2 separate regions of the Mus musculus genome follow, and region 2 is linked to region 1. The links are chromatin contacts, called in public promoter capture Hi-C maps. All regions are on one chromosome and are shown on one strand. Each heading gives the region's core, a stretch centred on a gene start, on an enhancer-like site or on the middle of the called end of the contact. The rest is flanking DNA. Distances are from core to core; before and after follow the strand shown.

Region 1 (4,083 bases), core at 1,168-3,667:
TGCCATGTCACATCGGGACATTTTCCTACTTACTGAAATGTATCTGTCACTGTGCGACAGCTAACTTTTGTGATACTCCTATGAAATGTGTAGGGAATTTGGACAGAACAGAATCAATCTATAGTCAGAGGTCCTCTGGACAGTCTTTTCCAGGAGCACACACAGACCGTGAGGTCCTAGGCACCCAGGAAACGGATCCAGAGCCCAGGCAAGTGTCTTACAGGTACCTTGAATTTTGCCAATAGATATGAGCCCTGCCTTAGCTGAGTTGCTCAGTCGGTGATGGGACTCCAGGCTGAGGTGACAATGAACACAGAATTTGGGAGACTCTTGAAAGGAGGGGAATGTTGAACTCACGGTCAACATATGAGGCTGCAGAGAAGCCGTATGCAGAAGTGTGTGTAGAGGATCTAGAGTAGCCCGTTTCTCTGGGGACAGTGTGCTCTTAGTCTGTACCCTTAGGCTGGGTTGCCAGGTAAACATTTGCTAGTGTTCAGTTCAAAGGCTGAAGCTTGAGCTGAGGGTGATGAGGAATTCAAACTTCCCCTCGCATGCATCCACCCTGTGGTTGCCTGGTTTGCTAAGTCCACCTGCTCTGCTGTAGTAGAAGGTTTTGATCTTCTGCAGCTTCATCTACTTCTTAGTGAGTTGCCAAAACTGACCACTGAAAAGCATGCTGTGTACATAACTGTCTCATGTCCCAGAACGTGCAATCAGGAGGAAGTCCTCACTCCCGATAACGGAATCCTTGCTCTGTGGCTGTGAGGACGTCCCTTAGCAACCTCAGATAGTAATTTTTCTTAGGTTGGATGGAACATAGTAACGTGCTGGATTCTTTGCTAACTGAAAATAGAAGTATTCGGATTTCAGAAAGAACTGGATAAATATTAATGTTGGTGATTATGAAATCTCATTGTGAGCCGTGTGAGTTTGAGTGTGTATTCCATGATTGTGCTGAATGAAGACCTCTAAAAATGAAATTCTCTCCAATCTCATCCCTGGGAATAGTTGCTTCCTCATGCCTGCTGCTCCATCCATGGAAAATGACTAAAGAGAATTATTATTTGTTCCCGAGATTCTTCTGATAAGTCTAAACTATTTGCATGTAATTGAGCTGGGCAGCATGGCACACTTGGGAGGCAGAGGCAGGTGGATCTCTGTGAGTTTGAGGCCAGCCTGCTCTACAGAGTTAGTTCCAGGACACCAGAGCTACAAAAAGAAAACCTGTCCTAACAACAACAGCAACAGCTGCAGCAGCAACAACAACAACAAAGAAAAAGAAGAGGAGGAGGAGGAAAGGAAAGAAGGAAGAAGGAAGAAGAAAGGGAAGAAATAATAGATTTTTCTGTAATGAACACACATATGCTTTGATGCTTTTGCTAAACTCAAAATATTAGTTTTATTTTACTGTTTTGAAAGGTTCAAAGCATGATCCATGTAAAAATGTCTTCTGTGGGGCTTTCTCCCATTTCTACTTTTGTTCCCCTCATTTCTTCAAAGTGCTTGTCCAGGCAGAGCTGACCTTATTTGCTTACCAGTTACAGGTAAACAAAGCGTTTCCTCGTGTTGCCTCTTGTAGCCATCTCTGTATTAGATTAGGAAGGGAAGGAGCCGTCCTACTGTCCAGTTTGTGAGTTCTGGTAGAAAGAGTGTTGAAGTTTGTTAAATGCTTGTTTTCCATGTATCAAAATGTTATGCCTTTCCTATTTATTATTGTATGACAAATTATTTTTCACTGGGCAAAAATAATTGTGCCATTGACTCCTTGTGTGTTTTCTTCATGTGTGTTTGAAGAGTTCTAGCTTATTAAAAAAAAAAATCTAGAAATACTGTTTGGCCTTCGTTTCTTTTGAACAGTTTAAAATCTCACTATAACTTCCCAATTGTGGCTTTCCACCCATCCAGGAGGCTGGGCATCCTGCGCTGGCTGGCACTATGTTGGCTCTGCGAGCCTGGCAGTCTCAAGGACTCTCCTCCCGCAGTGCAGGAGTCCTGGGTTCTCAGCGCCCTCTGCCTGAAGGGTGTGGCGCGCACAGGGCACACAGGTGGTTCTTGTGGTTGAGTAGACAGGCTGCAGGTTCCGGGAAGCCAAAGGCGGTGGCTGTGCCTCCCTGGAGGTCTGGCGGAGGAGTCAGCTGAGATCCAGGCAGGAGAACTCCAGGGGCTCTATCGCCTCAGCGGTGGGGTGTCGGGGTTAGTTCTGGGAACTGTGGAGCTCTTAGGTGAGCAGGGACATGCAGAGAAACCCTGCCAGGAGTACAGGTCTTCCCAGAACTGAAAGCTTGAGCGCTCCTGGGTGGAGCAGCCTGTAGCGCCCTAGGCTTCAGTCCCCCAGCTCTTAGGAGCTCCTCCCATCCCAGGCGGTGCCCACCTGAAACCTTAGCTTTTCCTTTCTTCTTCTTATTCTGATCTTCCTCTCCCAGCCCTCCACCTCCCTACCCCCGGTCGTTGGCTTCTTCTTCTTCTTCTTCTTTTTTTTTTTTCCTGCGATAATTCTCTGGTTTGCCAAATCTCTCTAATCAAGCTCCTGGCCTTGCCTCACTGTGCCTTCCCTCCCTGTCTGTTGTCACAGTTGTGGACCAGGAGGTATTTAGTCTCACTTGCTGGGCGAATCCTGCTTCACAGATGTAAGTGAAGGAGAAGCCACTGCCCAGGCCTGTGTGTGGGCCACCTCTCTGAAGGTAAGGGCAGACTCTGATGTCCAGTCCTCACTGTCTTCTGCTGTCTGGAGCAAGGAGAGGAACCACCCACAACGATCCTGAAAACAAGGTCAATTGTGAGTGGTGTGTATGTGTGTGTGTGTGTGTGTGTGTGTGTGTGTGTGTGTGTATAACTAGTGAGTACAAATGTATATGTTCTTTGTAGAGAGGTATGAACAGCTAAAACACAGCAACAGTTGATTTGTTCAGCTCTTACCCTCTGCTGACAATACACACAGGTGTGCTGTATTTTAGTTGCTTAATCCTCTTAGGAGACAAATGAAACAGGCAATATCAGGTTTAATAAATGGTGTGAGGGGAGAAATATTCAGAAATTTATCTAAGAACATCTTCAGTTATCGCATCAGTGAATGACCCATTTATGCAGATTTGGGGAATAGTTCACTCTCCCTCATGAGTACATGCATGTACATATGTGTGCACTGATGCATGCACAAGCGCCCACACACATGCATGTACACTCACACTCTTGTGCACACACTCGTGAGTCACACACACAAACACACACACACACACACACACACACACACACACACACACACACACACTGCAGTCACAAGAATATCTGCCTTAGGCACACATTATGGAAAAGCAGAGAGCCTTCTCCTGGGTACCTCACCAGGAAGTGGAGGTTGGTCCAGGAGCCCTGGAAGTGCTGTGTGTTAGGGTTGGCCTGAACTGGCAAGCTTCCTGACAATGCCAAACATCGTGTCATATTGCAAGGACGATAGGGTCCCAGAGGAGGGGGAGGGGGGGAAAGGGAACATGGTCTTCATGTCCGGATCCATGTTTGTGAAGGCACATTTTGGAAAATGGAGATAATAGCAGCAGGCATTTTTACGCTAAGTGTCGTGAGGTAGCAATGACTCTCCTTTCCTTACAGATGGAAAGTCAAATGTGCACACCTTTTTTTTTTTCTTAAAGCAGAAGTGCAAGGGTGTATTCAAGATCATTTTTGTTGGTTGTACCAGACTGATTCGCCTTTCTGCAGATGAAGTAAAACACCCATTGGAGACTGTAGCAAAAGGGACTGCGTGTTTAAAAAGAGTCATGGAGAGCCCAGCTCAGTGGCGGTCCCAGCGAGGAAAAGAAAAACCTCATTGGGTGTCATAATTCACCAAAGCAGTGTGAGGGATACATCAGGGTCATGTTTTGTTAAGCAATGACTGTCCCTGAGGTGACATGTTTACCTGTGAGTCACTGAAACTCAACTGTCACAAGCTTAGTTGTTTCCCACTCTCCCAGCCTTAGAAACTGAGTGTGTATGGACGTGAGTGTGTGTGTGTGTGTGTGTGTGTGTTTACCTGGAAGCTTTAAGGAGCTTAGTATCTATGTGCTCAGATGAACTGTTTTTACTAGAATG
Region 2 (4,580 bases), core at 1,736-4,235, 2.2 Mb after region 1:
TCAAGATGGTCCAGAGCGACTTCATGCAGGGGGCCATGGCCGCCAGCAACGGCGGCCATATGCTGAGCCACGCGCACCAGTGGGTCACCGCCCTGCCCCACGCTGCCGCCGCTGCCGCCGCTGCTGCCGCCGCTGCCGTGGAAGCCAGCTCACCGTGGTCGGGCAGTGCGGTGGGCATGGCCGGCAGCCCCCAGCAGCCGCCACAGCCGCCGCCGCCGCCGCCTCAGGGCCCCGACGTGAAGGGAGGCGCTGGACGCGAAGACCTGCACGCCGGTACCGCGCTGCATCACCGCGGACCGCCGCACCTCGGGCCCCCGCCGCCGCCCCCTCACCAAGGACACCCTGGGGGCTGGGGGGCCGCAGCCGCCGCCGCCGCTGCCGCCGCAGCCGCCGCCGCTGCCGCTCACCTCCCGTCCATGGCGGGTGGCCAGCAGCCGCCGCCGCAGAGTCTGCTGTACTCGCAGCCCGGAGGCTTCACGGTGAACGGCATGCTGAGCGCGCCCCCGGGGCCCGGCGGTGGCGGCGGTGGAGCGGGCGGTGGAGCCCAGAGCCTGGTTCACCCCGGGCTAGTGCGCGGGGACACGCCCGAGTTGGCGGAGCATCATCACCACCATCACCACCACGCGCACCCGCACCCGCCGCACCCGCACCACGCGCAGGGACCCCCGCATCACGGCGGCGGCGGCGCGGGGCCAGGGCTCAACAGCCACGACCCTCACTCGGACGAGGACACGCCGACGTCTGACGACCTGGAGCAGTTCGCTAAGCAGTTCAAACAGCGGCGCATCAAGCTGGGTTTCACCCAGGCGGACGTGGGGCTGGCTCTGGGTACGCTCTATGGCAACGTGTTCTCGCAGACCACTATCTGCCGCTTCGAGGCCCTGCAGCTCAGTTTCAAGAACATGTGCAAGCTCAAGCCGCTACTGAACAAGTGGCTGGAGGAGGCTGACTCGAGCACTGGCAGTCCCACCAGCATTGACAAGATCGCAGCGCAGGGCCGCAAGCGCAAGAAGCGGACCTCCATCGAGGTTAGCGTCAAAGGCGCGCTGGAGAGCCACTTCCTCAAGTGCCCTAAACCCTCGGCGCAGGAAATCACCAACTTGGCCGACAGCCTACAGCTGGAAAAGGAGGTCGTGCGGGTCTGGTTCTGCAACCGACGCCAAAAGGAAAAACGCATGACGCCCCCTGGCATCCAGCAGCAGACGCCGGACGATGTCTACTCGCAGGTGGGTACCGTGAGCGCTGACACACCGCCACCGCACCACGGGCTTCAGACCAGCGTGCAGTGAATGCCGGGGCGCAGCGCGAAGAGGGCCGCCGCCGCCGCCGCCACCTCCGCAGCCGCTGTCAGCACCGCCATGGTCGCCGTCGCCGCCGTCTCCGAGCCGCCGCCGCCGAGAACCACCGCTGCTGCTGCTGCCGCCGCCGCCGCCGTCACCGTCGCCGCCGCCGCCGCTGCCGCCGCGCAGACCCAGCACCTGGCCAGTGCCAGGGCATCTAGGCCTCCTCCCCTCCGCCCAAAGACAGGCGTGCCACGGCCCCAGGAGGGGGGAGGACAGCTGGAGACCGATGAGACTCTTTCTGAAGTCCAAGAAAGGAGGGACCAAAAAAATTTTTAAGCATAATAAATACCAAGACTGTTTTATATGCATATATAACAAACAAAACCGGAAGAGGAAAAGGGGCAACAGGGACATCTCGTTTATACTGTGGTGGTGTTCTGCTTCTGTTTTGAAAGAAGGGTGAAGATGCCTAACGCACCTAAACTGCACACTTGAGGTACTGTCCACACCGAGATGTCCTGCATGGCGTCGTCGGTGGAGAACACCTGCCTCGGAGATAAGAGAGAGACACCCCCCCCCTCTTTCTTCCACTTCTTCCAAAAGGGCTGCCTAAAAGATCCATGGAAACTTTCTTTATGGGGAGCGACCTGAAAAGAAAGACGCACCAGGTTTCCTGCAGGTCTGACTCTGCTCTTGGACAGTGTTTTTCTTGGCCATATTCAAGTCTTTGGGGAACAAATAAATCAACTAAGAAATGGGAAGAAGGGAGAAACAGAGTCTGGGGGGGAAGATTCGCCGCTTCTGAAGTTCACAGACTGAACAAGAAAGCCAAAAGAAAGCATCCTCCGCAGTAAACTTGGAAATAAAAGCATCGCGAAAGAGCCAAGGCTGGGTGAGGCTGAAGGGTAGGTACGTCCAGCCGCAATCCACTAGCGGAGAGGGCACAAAAGCGGGGCCCGGGCCCAGCCTCTGAGACCGCCCACAAGGGCCAGGCCTCCACCACCAAACCCGGGCTTTGCTGACTGCCGCTCGGGGTGGACCATGCCTAAAGATTCCGCCGCTAATATTTTTTTTATTAACATTTTTTATTTTTTATTTCTGGACTGACTCCGATAAAAGGGTGTGGAAAGACAGCACCAACCGCGCACTTCCCTTGACTTCTGCCCTCAATGCGTTGCCAACTTTGATTGAATGGGTGCTGCGGATGTGATTATGTAATACTGCCATTTCCAAGCAGTGTTTTTGGTAGGTTTTAATAAACAGACTTTTCAAATGACGGCAATATAGAATCGTTAGATCCGTTGTTGATCTAAAAATATTTGCTTTATATTTTCATTAAATGACTTCTTTTAATATTTTATTCAAAATACTTATGAACTGCTGCAAAACGGTAATTTATTTTTCCCCAGATCTTGTATTACGTGTTTTTTTCAGACGAGCACAAATCAAAATGAAATGAAAATATGGACAGTTGTTAGGTAATAAGGGTATCTTTTGATGTGATCATTTGATTGTAATTTAATTTGAGTAGTGATTCCGTAAGAGCTGATTGAGAAAATAAATTTGTTAGAATGAAATGGTCTGTGTCTGATGCATAAACACTGTGTGGGAAGAAAAGAATCCTTTAGAAAATATTTTTTTACTAATGCAGACCCTTAAGTCATAGCATTAAGAGAGCGGAGCTTCCCCACGCAAAGGTATGTTTGAAACCTCCAGAACAGGCTAGGGTTGCTAAAAGGAGTTGCTTTAGCAATAGTGGTTATTCACTCCTTGTTGGTCCATAAATTTCACAATATTCTCCTTACCCTCAGTTTCAATGGGTGTCTCTAGTGTTTTTGCTGAGTGATCTATAAATATTAGCCATTTTCTTGAAAGTACCTGTGTTTTGCTACATCACCAGTGAAAATATGCCCACCAGCCAGTCATGGTAAATACAGTTCCTCTTAGGTCAGCCTCTTTTTGATCACCTTGCCTTCCAATATATCCCTGTTTTTTTCTTTCTTCCTTTCTTTTCCTTCCTTCTTTCCTCTCTTTCTTTCTTTCTTTCTTTCTTTCTTTCTTTCTTTTCTTTCTCTTTCTGTCTTTGTGGATCAATAGTTGCGAAGGATAGCTTATAAATTCATGAAATATTTTGATATCAGTTACTCCCCATTGATAACTATGTGTGATTAAATTTCCATTATTAAGCCTATATTTGCTTTTCTTCCTATATTTCTTTCATGAAAGATGATGGTACTGAGCCCTGCTTTGCTCTGTGCTGAGATTGTCCCTAGCGCAGACTCCAGGCTGCCCATTTCTGTGGTTTGGTCCTTCAGAGGCATAGTAACTCTTCATCTTCCTTACCAATGCCTAGGCTTTAGTTATTTTGGTCACTTTTTAGATAAGACCCTGCAGGATGGTCACATTTATCAAGTTGATGCATCAGTATTTACAAGCTGGAAATACAACACCTCAGGGTATGAGAGATAAAGAGGAGAAAGGCTCTGATTGGTTGAGTCCTTGTATTGTATGTGGTTTTTTTTTTTTTTTTTTTAAGTACTTAGGTGGAAAAACAATGATTTTTACACAGGCATTTCCCCCAATCTCAGCTACCATTCACCTTTTGCCTAATCTTTGCTGGCTTCCCCTCCCCCAATATAGATTCAAGGGTTAAAAAATTCTGGGAAACTATGAGGACAAGAAATAGTTTCTCACAGACAGACCCAATAGCACAAATTGAGCCCAGCCAGACAACCATGTATTTGGGTTGCATTATTTTAGATACCAAATTGTAGTAAAAAAAAAAAAAATCACCAGCATTCTGATTCATGAAATCTGGAAAAGGCCATATTTATTAAACAGAAAGACATGAAGGTACAGATAAGAAACCACATTTTATTTTTCTCTTTGCTTTTGTTTTCTGTTTCTCCTGTTATTGTTATCACACTGCCTGGAGTTGGGGTAGGGTGAGAGTCATCATCTTTTTATTTGTTTGTTTTGTTGTTGTTGTTGTTGTTGTTGTTGTTGTTGTTTTAGAGGCTCTGAGGGTAAGCCAAGAAGGCCTCCCTGAAAGTGAGGAATGGGCCAGGCTGTTTGTAAATGGAACACATCACTGGTGTGTGACAGGGATCTTGGTGGGTTTTTGTTTTTGTTTTATTTTTGTTGTTTGATTAAGGGCGAGGTTTTGTTTTGTTTTGTTGTTTGTTTGTTTGATGTTTTGTTTTGTTTTCCTGCTGGAATGGTGGTGCCTGACTAGGAAAGGAATGGGTCTATTTTAAATGCCAGGAGGTATCTGCTTTCTTGATTTAGCTCATGACA

Evidence for each region. Promoter capture Hi-C pulls out the DNA fragments that hold promoters and counts their contacts.
Region 2: a contact with region 1 is called in a promoter capture Hi-C map of liver, with 4 times the contacts expected there. The contact joins the promoter of 2900092D14Rik here to the promoter of Il18r1 in region 1. A contact is called at or near these places in 3 of 39 promoter capture datasets (liver and stem cell-derived epiblast-like cells).

What each region holds. Positions count from the first base shown.
Region 1 is chr1:40,463,589-40,467,671 of GRCm38.p6, forward strand. Il18r1 (interleukin 18 receptor 1) reads left to right here and starts at 2,418. Exons shown (of 11, transcript NM_008365.2): 1 at 2,418-2,769. It overlaps Il1rl1 (interleukin 1 receptor-like 1), which reads left to right. Exons shown (of 11, transcript NM_001025602.3): 11 at 1-1,827.
Region 2 is chr1:42,697,351-42,701,930 of GRCm38.p6, forward strand. It overlaps 2900092D14Rik (RIKEN cDNA 2900092D14 gene), which reads left to right and starts at 2,986. Exons shown (of 1, transcript NR_027891.1): 1 at 2,986-4,580. Pou3f3 (POU domain, class 3, transcription factor 3) reads left to right here. Exons shown (of 1, transcript NM_008900.3): 1 at 1-2,860. The coding sequence ends at 1,289. The region is part of intron 1 of Gm46091 (predicted gene, 46091); the gene reads left to right.